3 separate regions of the Gossypium hirsutum genome follow, and all the other regions are linked to region 1. A link is a contact called in public Hi-C data. All regions are on one chromosome and are shown on one strand. Each heading gives the region's core, a stretch centred on a gene start, on an enhancer-like site or on the middle of the called end of the contact. The rest is flanking DNA. Distances are from core to core; before and after follow the strand shown. Region 1 holds the start of LOC107900731 (putative tRNA (cytidine(34)-2'-O)-methyltransferase). Region 2 holds the start of LOC107900744 (transcription factor MYB83). Region 3 holds the start of LOC107900739 (UDP-glycosyltransferase 73C6).

Region 1 (4,742 bases), core at 945-3,444:
CAAATAGAATGCATTCATACACGTAGGCACAGAGCATAATGAGCCAAAAAATGATGCAAAAGTGCACATACTTGAAGGGTGTCTCTCCAGGGTTTTTCTGACGTGTAACATGTTCAAACTGCCATCCATTTTTGCAACAAAACTTGCTAGTTTGTCTGCAACTTTCTTCACAATAGGATCGGTTGGGGAAGGTGGTGCTGCACGTCACTTATAAAACTGATTAATACCAAGAGAATGAAGAAGAGAATGCAAATTACTCTTGTAGCAGGCAGGCGACATATTCCAAATCTTTCGTTGAACATTCTTTCCACCAATGTTGTTTGGTACTTAAGGCATAAGCTGCATTCACGAGATGAGAAATATTCAAGAAATTTTGCTCTCTTCCTCAACCACTTTCAGTTCAGAGAAGACTTACCGCCAGATGACTTCATAAATCATAGCAGTTAATAAGGGGACTATTTAACTCAGACACCGATAAAACGTTTCTTAATGAGAACAAATATAGATTAGTAATTCAAATATTCACGAACTCATTCTAGTTGCAAACTTGGCATCGTATCAGACATGCAGCCTAAGCATGTAAACTACCAAAGGACTACCAAGTCATAAAAAGCAACACAACAAGATAGATAAAAGCAGAAATTACCACCATCCACTTTTTTTATCCTTGTCCAGAGGCATCTGGTAGACCCAACTTTTTCCGTTTAAGCGGTCTGTCATCTGAAAACTTCCCTGCAGCTTGGTCCTCCTCCTCCTCATCATCTGCAGCCAACTTGAGAGGAGGTGCCACGAGCTTTGGTTTCTGCTTCAAGCTGAATGCAAGTTTGCCTCCGGAAGAAATTTGGGTGGTCTTATGTGAATCACTGGACTTACATTCCATGGCTATTTTGTTAGGGGCAATGGCAGGTTTGGAAGCTGAAGACCCTTTTACAAATTTGGGGGGTTTAGATTCTTCTAAAGCTGCAGCCTTGTCTTTTACATCCTTCTGCTGTTGAAGCTGTTTAAACCTCTCCATAAAGGAACCATCATTAACAAAAAGGCTAGATGGCACTCCTTTCTCCATGGGGAAAGAACCAACAACACTTGCTGGATAAGTAAAGGCTCTGAGCTATTCAGATATTGCAGCGGTAGGTCTTAAGGTTTGAATTTTTAATAAGAGTAAGAGATAGTATTACATTTACACAAAATGTTTCACCCTTCAAATAAAACATACACACATTTGGAAAAAGCAGAATTGAGAACTAAAGAGGCACATCGATAAATTCCCAGTTCTCGAGGATAACCAGTGTCTGATCAGTCAGATAAACAACACTTCAATTTGACTTTTCTCCATCCAAAAACCCAAAGGGCAGATAAACCATTAGCATTTAGCTGGACATAATTCTTCGTAAATTAACAGCAGAGATATGAAGCATGGGTAGCATCCGATACGCCCGAATAAGACAACTAAAAGCATTCTTAATCCAGATAAACTGAAACTAAGAAAATAAAACAAAGGGATAAAAGGGGCGCAGACGATCTAGCCGCTGATGAATTGGGTTGGGTTGGAGTGAGGTTTATATAAAGTATTTAGATTAATTTTTTTTAGTCAGGGTAGCCTAAAAACTAGATTTACTTTTTTTTTTTTAAAATTCGCTCGAAAAAACAAATTCGGTCCGACCCAATTTATTCATATTTAATTTTTAAAAAAATATAATACCTTAGTTAAAAGAAAAAAAATCATTTGGTATTCTAAGATGAATGAATGAGAAAATTAGTTAATGAGTCGTTATCAATATGATTTATTTTAAAGTAGATAACTTAAATTAATACCGTGATAATAGTAAAATAGAGTCAATTAACACTATCTAACTCAAAATAAAGATTTAACAAAATAAAATTTAGATGAAAAAGAAATATTAATTCATTACCTTAACCTAGATTAAAATAATTTTTTTAACACATTAAAAATACTTATAAAATATTTATATTAAATGTTTTATTATATTAAAAAACTAAAATAAATATAATAAATATTTTAATGTATTAAATATAAATTATAAATTTTTTAGATTTTGTACAATAAATTTAATTATTATTAGATTAATAATTTAATAAATATTATTTAATATATAATTAATATAATATTATTTTATAACATTGGGTGTCGAGAAAAATATTTACTCAAAATCTAACCCATATAAAAAATGATCTTAAATTTCATTTAAATCTATTTTTCGAATCTCTTGTATTTTGTTTAAACTCTTCTGGCGGATGAGGCGGCCCAAGTTCAAGTCGATCTCTCGATTGAGCAAAGAAAAAAGAAAAGAAAGGAGACCTGTGTCTGGTTAAGATTGAGTGGAAGAGGCAGAGGGTATCGTCGTTCTGATCTGAGCCACCCAGCCTTCCTTTCCAACCCTCTATTTTATTTTTTATTTTTATAAAGGAAGGAGGACATTAGGAAAGGTAGCAGGCCAAGGCCAAGAGGGTTAAAGAGAAAAAGAAGAAGAGAAACTGGAGTATTTACTTAGTGATAGTAATTAGTAAGTAATATGTATTAGTGAAGCTATCCAGTGATCCCACCCAGAGAGAAAGAAAGGTCAAACCCAATAGGTGTAGCATTTTATCTGTATTGGTATCTGTCTCTCTTTTGAGCATAAGAGCAAGAATGAGAGCAGTCCCATATTATTCCCAATTCCATCTTCTTCAAAGCCTAAGACATATTAACGATACTTCTTCTCTTTCTTTATTCCCAAACTTTCGCCCTTCTTCCCTACGCATACCACACCTCTCTTCTTTCTCTAATACCAGGGCTGACACTCACACTAAGACTAAGAGTAAGACCCTTTTCTCTCTCCACTGATATATGTATATATGCTTGTTTTTTGTTCTTAATTAATTAAGTTCACTGCCTTTCTTAATCTTCTTTCTTTGTGGGCTTGGCTGTTGCTGAAGTTGAAACAGGAAATGGGAACAACTCTCTGCCTGCCCCTGACCCCCAACAAAAATTGCTTCAAGTCGTCTTAGTTTCTCCTCAGGTATCTACTGTATTTTTCATCTTTAACATGTTATAGCTCATATACAAGCACCTCTACTTAATTGTTTTCCCTTTTCTGCCCTTGCCCATGCCTTCAGATTCCTGGAAATGCAGGTTGCATTGCAAGAACATGCGCTGCCTCAGCTGTTGCCCTTCACCTTGTTGGGGTATCTTTTCCTCTTCTCTTCTCTCTTTTTTGTTTTACTTTACTTATTTTTGCCAACCTTGACCTTTTATTTAAGATGCTTCTGCTGTTGTATTTTTTCAGCCATTAGGATTTAAAGTGGATGATAATAAATTAAAACGTGCTGGACTGGATTACTGGCCGTATCCTCCCATATTTATGTTCTCTACATACCCTTTTTCCAGTTGAATGAAATGCATGGACACCCTTTCTCTCTATTTTCAATTTAAGATTCTATTCGAATTGGGCACTTCCTAATTGTTCATCAGTTCATAGTACAGTTTGGCATATATTTTTCTATCCTCACAAACAAGTTTTCATATATAAATTATAGCCTCAAAGGCTTCAATTTAGCATAGTTTACAAAGATTGACCCAAATCGCATTTGATCCACTTCATTTTCCTTCCAACTCTGAAATATCTCCTGCTTTCCTGTTTTCACCAATAACTTGATGTCAGATATGTTGTTGTTAGAATACATGGCTCATGGGCAGAGTTTCAAAACTATTTCAAGCAACAGGTTTTTTCTCTTCCTGTCCCAACAATGGATTAGAAATGTTCTGTATCTTTTGTCATTAATTTCCTCCAAATATATTTGTTCCTATGATACAGGAAGGGGATAAGCGTTTGCTGGCTTTTACTAAAAGAGGAACAGCAATTCATTCAGTATGCTTTCTTTTCTTTTTATACTCTATGATATGACCATTTGAAATGCTAGAATTATCTTTTTTTTCTGTCTTGCTATCATCACTTGATGTTCTTTTCCACCCTATTTTATGTTACTGTTAATTGCTAGCACTTAGGTTGCAATCTTTAAGATACTATTAAGTTTCCTGATAAACATTCAGCCTAGAGTCTCTAAATCTTTTATGGCCCTCGTTTAAATATCTTGTAAAGAGGTCAAGCAAAGTGCTAAAGTTGATCTATCTATGCATTTACCCTATGTTGGACGACAGCCATCTAAGTACTATATTGGTGCTTATTATAATTCATTGGAATCATGCAGAGGCATTGGTTGTCAATGAATTCAAACAAGGGCTAGTCTGTTCTTGGTTGCAGCGAGTGTTCCAATCTTTCATGACTTGGAATAAACTGATCTAACTTTGATTATCATTACCAAATGACAATTTTCTGTAACTAGAAAATCATTGAATTCACTGCAATTGCTAGATAATGAATGTGAAAATATGACACTGACTTTGTTTCTCTACCTTTTTGACGAGATAAAAGGAGAGTCGGAAAATTTAGGTTAAACTTAACTAACTAGCTGGTCTCTGCACTATAGGCTTAGGAGCAAAATCAGTCACTCTACTATGAAAGTGAGGAACCTAGTTCTTGTACATTTAATTTTAAAGCAAATAGGAAAATCGTAAGCAATTGTAATTTTGAACATTAAAATTGCTGATTTATTGTGTTTTAAGTGACATGAAAATAATTAAGCAATTTAGTAGTTGTCATGTCTTAAGAAATGTTAGAATTTTGGGTTTTTTTCTATTTTGTGTCAAAACATGAAAATAAGCATTTTTAACCATTTAAGGTTAT
Region 2 (4,742 bases), core at 1,157-3,656, 210 kb after region 1:
TGCCAAAACCTTATAATTTGCCAACTTGTTTTGCAGGCCATGCTTTGGTCGCACTGTCAGGTACCCTATTTCATATTTTTCTCGCTTGTAAGAACGTACTATAGCTTTCACATTCACTGATCCATTAATATTCATTTATAAATGTAGTACAATTAATGTGCTAGAGCTAGCTAGGTGTATTTTCTTGTCTTTTTAACTAAGCAGTTTGTTGCTTGGAACATCCTTGCAAGCATGAAAAAGATTGGGTTTTTTTCCCCCTCGACAGCTGTTGATATGATGAAGAGGATACTTTTGAAACATTTGAGTAGCTTGACAGTTTTCCCCTCACTTTTTGCCACAATTTGTGGCAATCGCTGTCCAAATACATAAATACAATATATATAATATACTTTGAATAATTTGACTAAGACCCCTCTCATACATATCAGATAAACTTGAGTGGAAACGTTACATGCAATTTTCTCCTTGGCATGCAGGAAAGGAAGGCAATTTGGTAAGCAAAGGGAAACAAATAAAAAAGAGAAAAGGACAATGAAGGTTTTGGGAAGATTATAGTTGATCAAGTGAAGGGAAAACTGATTGATAAAGTAATATCAAATAATGATAATGCCTGGGTCTGTGAACGGCTGTCCTGTCAATATCATCTTGTGTGTGTCAAAATATAAGGTAGCATTAAAAAAAAAAAAAGCCAACGTGGACAATATATAGGCATTTTGTATTAGGGAAAGACTTCCCTAACAGTCAATACAAATTTACTGTCAAATATAAGTCGTTATTTTTTTAGATTTAATAATAGATTATTTTTATTTATAATGTATATAATTCTGAAAATTAAATAAATATTGTTATAATATTTTAAAACCCTAAATCCGACTCTAAACCTAAACCTAAACCTAAACCGCTGTATAACATATATTGCGTACATAGTCTCAACTGAAGTAATAATTAATATTAACTGCTGGTTCGATGATAATCATATCATTTGGATCAGTTGCTTAATTTAGATATGCTATTAGGTATCGTACTTGCACATATATATTTTTTAGTAATGGTAATGGGACTACTTTACTATTAACAGAAAGATCCCTTGAAGGAAAAGAATGCTTTTTAGACCAAAAGAATGAGAGAAGAAAGGAGGGACCGGGGTGGCGTAGATATGGGCATATTTGAGTTAATTATTTGGTTCATGTTCCAAATACTATGAACCATGCATCCAGATTATATTATTCGCGTTTCTCATCTGGAAAACATATATGTGGAGGGAGACTAAGGATCCTAAAAGCTAAAAGGTATTACATTATTATTGTATAGGGTAAAAGTAGTTTCTGTTTTGGTCAAATTCCTCTACTAGTCCTTAAAATTATGGTGTGTTACAGATTTAGTCTTGATATTTTTTTTCCTTATACTTTTTGAAAATTTTGAAATTTCAATATGGACTAAATGATAGTTGTTAAGTTCATTAAGTTAAATATTTTCATTTCTAAAATCTTATGACGCAAATATATTGTACATGCGTAATGGTATGTCACATTGCTATTTTTATATAATACCCACAAAAAGTAAAGTTTTTAGAATCGAACTGTAGTCGAATAGGTCTAACCGGCTTGTTAGCTCAATTAAATAAATTGTTTTAAAATTTTTTTTAAAAAGAGAAAAGTCGGTTCAACCAATTCGAATGATTTGTGGGTCAACCGATCCAACCCTTTGTTCAAGATCGATACCCTAACTAGTTTTCGGTCTAATTCAGTTCTGAAAATAGTGCAAAAAATGCCATACTATTTTAGTTAATGAATACGGACTAAAAATGATTAAAATAGAAAACAAGCATTAAATCCACAACTTAATGATAATGATTTTAACTGTTACTATTTGACCCAAGATTGAAATTTCTAAAATAGAAAAAAAAATAGATCAAATTAGAGTATATGAATTAAATTTGTAACTTATGCATAGTATAAGGACTAAAAACAGTTTTTGACCATTTGTTTTGGAGTGCTGTTATTCTATATGTCTGTCTGTAAGTCTCATCTGGTCTGTGTTGCAGACAGTCTCTCTCTCTTTCCATGGGGAGAATTAATGGGGCATTGGCTTATCCTTCAAAAACACGTGTGGTTTGAGAGAGAGAGAGAGAGAGAGAGAGAGAGCATTATGTGAAGTGGAAGCAAAACTGGTGGTGTCTCGTATGCATATGATGATTACCTTGTGAGTGAAGAAAAATGCATCGAAAAAGACAAGATAGAGTCAAAGACAAGACGACCAACCATCCCATCCCTCAATCCTATGTGTGAGGGTAAGGGAGGTCCCCCTCCAATCCGTTTTCCACTCTACCCATCAACTAACAAACACTCCCTTTTTCCATTTCCCTCAACACATATATAAATATATTCATATTCCAAAGCAAACGAACCCCACAATCCCATCACTATCATCATCACCATTACCACCCCATCAAGCCTTCTTTCCCCCTTCTCTCTCCGCTGCAAACATCATTCACCTATATTATACCTCTCTCTTATCTCCATCCAACCAGTTAAAAAGATTGGAAAAGGCTCCACTACATCAGATCGACACCCAGCTGTGCAATGAGGAAGCCTGATCCTAATATGCCAAAAACCAACACCAACACCAACACCACCAACAAGATGAAGCTGAGGAAGGGGTTGTGGTCACCAGAAGAGGACGAGAAACTCATGAAGTACATGTTAACCAATGGACAAGGCTGCTGGAGTGACATTGCTAAGAATGCTGGTCTGCAAAGGTGTGGCAAAAGTTGTCGCCTTCGTTGGATTAATTACTTGAGACCTGATCTCAAACGTGGCGCCTTTTCTCTTCAAGAAGAAGAGCTTATCATACATTTGCACTCCATACTTGGAAACAGGTTCTATTTCTATTCCATTTCTCTTCCAAAAGGCCAATGTCATACGCATATTTATGTATCTTGGTGTAGTTCATTATTTAGAATCGCTTATGAATATTATATTCGAAATTTATATAGCCTTTGTTTAAGCTAAGATAGTTAAGGGCTATTCAATCCCATGGAATATGGCACTTCTGATCTATAATCTTCCCCTCCAGAAAACTTCATGCATTTGAAAAAACTGATCACCAGTGACCGGCCACACACCGGCACCAGCCACCATGTGCACCACTCATTTTTCTGGGGTTTCATTTTCATTTTCACTTTGAGATATGAGTCAAATCATGTTTAATGCAAAAAATGTTAACATCTCTGTTGAAAAATTTATATTATATACTGGTTATAGATAGATACATGTGATGTCTTATTATGTTTAATTTGGTTCCGAAATTTGCAGGTGGTCTCAAATCGCGGCTCGTCTTCCAGGAAGGACTGATAATGAAATAAAGAATTTCTGGAACTCAACACTAAAGAAAAGATTGAAAAACAACACATCCACATCCTCATCACCCAACAACAGTGATTCATCGGAGCCCAGGGATGTCGTAGGAGGGATTTTCCCTCTGCACGAACATCACGCGATGACCTTTTGCATGGACTCAATATCCTCATCATCAACAATATCCATGCCACCGATGGGTACAGGCAACCAATTCGATCCGTTCCCCCTGCTCAACATCAACCGTTACGATAAAACGGGCGGTGCAGCAGGTTTATTGGATCTGCCCACATGCTTGACACAAGGTGGTTTGGGAGAGGCATTATATGGGGATTATGGGGTTTTAGAGCCAGGGAAAATAGCGTTGGAAGGGGACTTTTCACTTCCTCCACTTGAGAGTAGAAGCATTGAAGAGAGCAATGCTGCCATTAACAGCATTGATAGGAAAAGCAATAACAACAACCACCACCACCACCATAATAATAATACTTGCTTCAACAACACTGATCAAAGCTTTAAAGTAGGGGAGGCGTTTGGGTTAGAAAATCATCATTGGGAAGCGGAAAACTTGAGAATGGGAGAATGGGAATTAGAGGGTTTGATGGATAACATATCTTCTTTCCCTAATTTCCTTGATTTCCAAGTTGAATAACTATATCTTCCATTTTCAACTCTACCCAAAGCCACACATAGAAAATTTTGGGCAGAACCTCCATTTTTTACCCCATTTAATCCTGTTATTGGCTCATTATAATCTTTTTTTTTTTGGGTTTTATTTTCAATTTGTTTTAGTTTTATATACGGGAGCTTGCATAAATTGGGACGTCGTCGAATAAGCATAAAATAGGTGGGAGATTAGTAGAGGTGAAGGCTTGTTGTACGTAAATGTAAGAGCATGAGGCATGCAAGGGGGATCGTGCAAGAACCGTCGTCCCTTTCTTAAGAGAAAATGTGAATAGTGATATACAGAAATAGAGAAAGCCGAAATAAAAAAAAAAAGATTATATTTGTTGAATTGTATACTTTTACTTTCATGTACAAATTAGGGGAATAAATTTAAAGTTAGATTTTTTTTTTGGTTATTAGTGGAAGGCCGAGAAGGACCGACGTTGAAATAATAAGCAAAATACAACTGCAGTTTCTTTTATAAGTACGTACGTACGTTAAATGATCAACATCTTCAAAATAAATGGTCTATTTCCTATCCAGTGTAACACAAATTAAATTTCTTTAATTAGGATTTACTCGACAAATAATATTTATAGGGATAATATCACATTTGGTTTTTGTACTTTCATAAATGTCCAATGTAGTATCTATATTTTGAAAATATTCAATATAGTACCTGAACTGTCAATATGTGTTTTATTATGGTACATGTTCTTT
Region 3 (4,742 bases), core at 1,073-3,572, 130 kb after region 1:
CCCGAAGGATACACAGATGCTGGTGGTAGAAATTGGGTTTGTAAGCTGAACAAATCGCTATATGGATTGAAGTAATCCCCGAGGCAGTGGTACAAGCGATTTGATAGCTTTATGAGAAGGCAGAAGTACACAAGAAGCAAATATGACAATTGTGTATATTTGCAGAAGCTGCATGACGGATCTTTCATTTATCTACTCTTGTATGTTGATGATATGTTAATCGCTTCGAAGAGCCAAAATGAGATAGATAAGCTGAAGGCTCAGTTGAATCAAGAGTTCGAGATGAAAGATCTAGGTGAGGCCAAGAAGATTCTCGGCATGGAGATAAGTAGAGATAGACCGAGAGGCAAGCTTTGTTTAAATCAGAAGCAATATCTGAAAAAGGTATTACAATGTTTTGGTGTAAATGAAAACACAAAACATGTAAGTACCCCACTTGCTTCTCATTTGAAACTTAGTGCTCAATTATCTCCGAAAACTGAAGAAGAAAGAGAATATATGGCGAAAGTCCCATATGCTAATGCAGTTGGGAGTTTGATGTATGCGATGGTGTGTACGAGGCCTGACATTTCACAAGCTGTTGGAGTTGTGAGCAGGTATATGCATGATCCTGGAAAAGGACATTGGCAAGCTGTGAAATGGATTCTACGGTATCTTCGAAAAACCGTAGATGTTGGTTTAATTTTTGAACAGGATGAAGCACTTGGTCAGTTTGTAGTTGGATATGTTGATTCCGACTTTGCTGGTGATTTAGATAAACGTCGTTCAACTACGGGGTATCTGTTTACTCTTGCGAAAGCCCCAGTGAGTTGGAAGTCTACCTTACAGTCTACAGTAGCTGTGTCTACTACAGAGGCAGAATATATGGCAGTTACAGAAGCTGTTAAGGAGGCTATTTGGCTTAATGGATTGTTGAAAGACTTAGGAGTTGTTCAAAGTCACATAAGTTTATATTGTGACAGTCAGAGCTATTCATTTAGCGAAAAATCAAGTCTATCATTCAAGAACCAAGCATATCGACGTAAGATATCACTTTGTGCGGGAAGTCTTTGAAAAAGGAAAAATTCTACTTCAGAAGATTCCGACAGCAGATAATCCCGCAGATATGATGACCAAGGTGGTAACAACAATCAAGTTTAATCATTGTTTGAACTTGATTAACATCCTGAGAATTTGAGCACCTTCAGGTGTATGGCGCTCGAGAGTGCATTTGTAGGCACTACAAAAGATAGTTTTATCGAATTTGGGGAGTTGAAGGAAGTGTGTGAAGATGTGATTATCCTAATCAAATCTTCAAGGTGGAGATTGTTAACATTAATGGGAGACAACATTAATGGCAAACAATACAAAGTGGTGCAAGTTTAGCACCCTAAAGTTGACTTTGAAAAAGTGGCATGGGATAATTTTTTTTTTGGTCCTTGAGATAATGGGCTATTTATTGTTTGGTCCTTAAACCTCAACTATAAATAGGCCTTCTCATTTCTCATTTCAATTCATCCCAACCAATCTTTCTCTCTTAGTTTTCTCTCTTCTTCCATTTGAGAATTCTTAAGGAATTCTATTTGTTTGTAATACTTTGGAGATAGTAAAGTTATCATCTGGTGTTAGTGCCCGAGGACGTAGGTATAATTTACCGAACCTCGTTAAATCTCTTGTGTTCTTTCTTGTCCTATTTTTCTTTCAATATTTGAGGGTATAATAGTAGTATTTAATTGTGCTATTAAATTACTATAGAAGGGATATTCTGTCTAAGGAAAGACTTGGTATTTAAGAGATCCATGTGATCCACCTCTCTTCCCTGGGAATTGAACTTTGTGTGATTTTTTAGTACAATAATTTACACGCTTCCGACCCTATTGGAACAACAGCTAAAACCAGTGATAGACTACCACACGCAAGAGCAGGACAAACCCTAAATGAATTTTGAGTTGTAGCCTAAGATACGTAGGTGAAACTTATTGGTGATCGAAGACAATTTTCCAAATATTGTGACTTGTTTTAATGTTGATAGAAAGCTTCCAGGCCTGAACCCAGTTCCACAAACGAAGATATCTTGCTGACCACCGTTTCAAAACTTTTTGTTTGTTTGTTCTTCGGCCATTGCCATATGATATGTAGTTCACATAATTATGTCCCAAGACTAGGACTAAACTCAGGGCCACTGGTCAGACACGTACTGAAATGGAGCAGACAATAAAAAAATGGTAAATAACGAAGTTCTACAGTCCACAGAATTCTAGTCTTTCTGACCAACCTCATCCTTTTACCGAATAAAACAATACTCTTATGTATGCTCTTGCATCAGCAGCCAAGTATAACATTCTTAAATGAACTTCAAACTTCGCTATATATAACAGTTATCGGCACCCTTCTATTACAAGTTAACTTGCGTGTTTCATTTACTCGTATTTCTATGGGTTCCTTATCCGACCAGCCTCACTTTGTGTTGTTCCCTTTCATGGCTCAAGGTCACTTGATCCCCATGGTAGATATTGGCCGACTGTTAGCACAACGTGACGTGATTGTTACTATAGTTACAACACCTCACAACGCAGGCAGAGTCCAGAATACGATTGCCCGTGCCATTGAGTCAGGGCTCCCTATCCGTTTAGTGCAGCTCCAGTTTCCTGGCAAAGAAGTAGGATTGCAAGATGGGGTTGAGAATCTAGACATGCTGTATTCAAGGGAGGACTTTTTCGATTTCTTCACTGCAGCAAACAAGATGGAAGAAGCAGTGCAGCAATTATTTGAGAAGCTAACACCACGCCCTAATTGCATTATTTCTGACATCTGCCTCTATTATACTCACAAAATTGCCACCAAGTTTCAGGTTCCAAGGATATCATTCCATGGATTTTGTTGCTTTTGTCTTCTTTGTTTGCATAATATACGTTCCTCCCAGATACTTGAGACCATAACCTCTGATTCTGAATACTTCACGGTACCTGGCTTGACTGAAAAGATCGAATTTACTAAAGCCCAGTTACCGCTTATCCGTGATGAACCCAAGAAGGACATTGTTGAACCAATGATCGAAGCTGACCGAGCATCATACGGGGTCGTCATAAATACTTTCGATGAGCTGGAGTCAACTTATGTGAAAGAGTATAGGAAGATAAAGAAAGCTTGGTGCATTGGTCCGGTTTCTCTTAGCCACAAAGATGAGTTAGACAAGGCTGAAAGAGGCAACAAGGCTTCAATCAGTGAGCAGCAGTGTTTGAAGTGGCTTGATTCTCAACAACCCAACTCTGTAATCTATGCTTGCCTTGGGAGCATCAGCACTGTAAAGTGCCCAGAACTGATAGAGTTGGGTTTGGGGTTAGAGGCATCGAACAAACCATTCATTTGGGTGCTAAGAGGAAACGATACAACATCAAACCAAGTGGAGAAGTGGATCAAAGAGGATGGATTTGAGGAAAGAATAAAAGGAAGAGGGCTTGTAGTTGTGGGATGGGCTCCCCAAGTACTCATTTTGTCACACCCAGCTATAGGAGGCTTTTTAACTCATTGCGGATGGAATTCAACAATTGAAGGCATTTCCGTTGGTGTCCCATTAATAACATTACCACTCTTCGCAGACCAGTTTAGTAACGAGAAGCTTGTAGAAATATTGAAAATCGGAGTCAGTCTTGGAATTGGCAAACCGACGATGTTTGGAGATGAGAAATCTGGGTTCATGTTGAAGAAAGAAGATGTTAAAAACGCGATAGCCCAATTGATGGATGAAGGAAATGAAGGAATAGAGAGAAGGAAACGTGCCAAAGAGTTTGGAGAGAAGGCAAAAAAAGCTGTTGAAGTGGGGGGCTCTTCTTACATTAATATGACTTTCTTAGTCCAAGATATCATCCAACAATCTTCAAAAATATGTTTGGATTAGACTTCTGTCTCACATGAGAGTGAGTGAGAATATAAGTTCTTTCAATATGCATAATACAATGTATACAGCTATTTTTCTTTCGTCAAAGTGTAAAATTATAGCTTTTTTTTCTTTTCTTCTTCAAAATCCACTTTGAGTTACCTATAAAGCAAACCAAATAAATAAATGAACAGATGAGATTATGCATGCTTCGTAATCTTTTTCTCTTAAAATTATTAGTGTGTGCCATACTTATGAAGCATTTATATGTACTTTGATTTACTTTTACATAATATATGCATAATACAGTAGGTCTATACAAAATGATTTTGATGACTCTGGGTTTCCTTGTCCGTTTGATGTGGAGTATGATGATATGAACCCTGGCAGCAGGTAATGCACGGAACTCCTCATATAAATCTTGCTGCTAGGAGCCTATCTGGTTCAAGAACCGGGATATATTTCCAAATAAAGTTTGCTTTCTATTTGTTAGCAAGCCACCCTGGCTGGCATTATACATTTTTCAATATCTAGTCCAGCTAGTACCTTAGTGGAATATCTGTTTGGGATAAGTATTGGTCTATCATCTATAGAGACTTCCAGTTAAACTTTGCTTTCTACTTTTGATAATAATTATTATAATAAATTAATTATCAAGTTTAGCCACTTTGCAAACTTTGTTAGCCATTCAAAAATTTAATTTATTGTTGTAATGGCCCAACATTGCCCGACCCGATATAAATTATGAAACCCAAAAAATAATTAAATGTCTAAAAATGTCCAGTTACGAACAAAAAATTAAATGCCCAAAATTATACCAGACCCAACTAAAACCCAAACTCACTAAGCCTAATACCCACCAGCCAATAGCCCAAATAAACCAAAA

The links. A called contact is a pair of places that touch in the nucleus more often than the background predicts.
Region 2: a contact with region 1 is called in a Hi-C map of leaf, with 1.9 times the contacts expected there. The contact joins the promoter of LOC107900744 here to the promoter of LOC107900731 in region 1. A contact is called at or near these places in 2 of 34 Hi-C or Micro-C datasets (both in leaf).
Region 3: a Hi-C map of leaf shows a contact between it and region 1, with 2.6 times the contacts expected there. The contact joins the promoter of LOC107900739 here to the promoter of LOC107900731 in region 1. A contact is called at or near these places in 5 of 34 Hi-C or Micro-C datasets (callus, hypocotyl and leaf).

What each region holds. Positions count from the first base shown.
Region 1 is chrD08:53,916,340-53,921,081 of Gossypium_hirsutum_v2.1, reverse strand. LOC107900731 (putative tRNA (cytidine(34)-2'-O)-methyltransferase) reads left to right here and starts at 2,194. Exons shown (of 7, transcript XM_016826428.2): 1 at 2,194-2,816; 2 at 2,944-3,017; 3 at 3,115-3,183; 4 at 3,285-3,343; 5 at 3,660-3,720; 6 at 3,813-3,866. The coding sequence starts at 2,648. It also overlaps the pseudogene LOC107900729.
Region 2 is chrD08:53,709,769-53,714,510 of Gossypium_hirsutum_v2.1, reverse strand. It overlaps LOC107900744 (transcription factor MYB83), which reads left to right and starts at 2,406. Exons shown (of 2, transcript XM_016826438.2): 1 at 2,406-2,878; 2 at 3,315-4,339. The coding sequence starts at 2,583. The coding sequence ends at 4,008. It overlaps LOC121219855 (a long non-coding RNA gene), which reads left to right. Exons shown (of 3, transcript XR_005916859.1): 2 at 37-60; 3 at 477-768.
Region 3 is chrD08:53,783,815-53,788,556 of Gossypium_hirsutum_v2.1, reverse strand. LOC107900739 (UDP-glycosyltransferase 73C6) reads left to right here and starts at 2,322. Exons shown (of 1, transcript XM_016826435.2): 1 at 2,322-3,957. The coding sequence starts at 2,414. The coding sequence ends at 3,877. It overlaps LOC107900740 (a long non-coding RNA gene), which reads right to left. Exons shown (of 2, transcript XR_001685019.2): 2 at 4,537-4,742.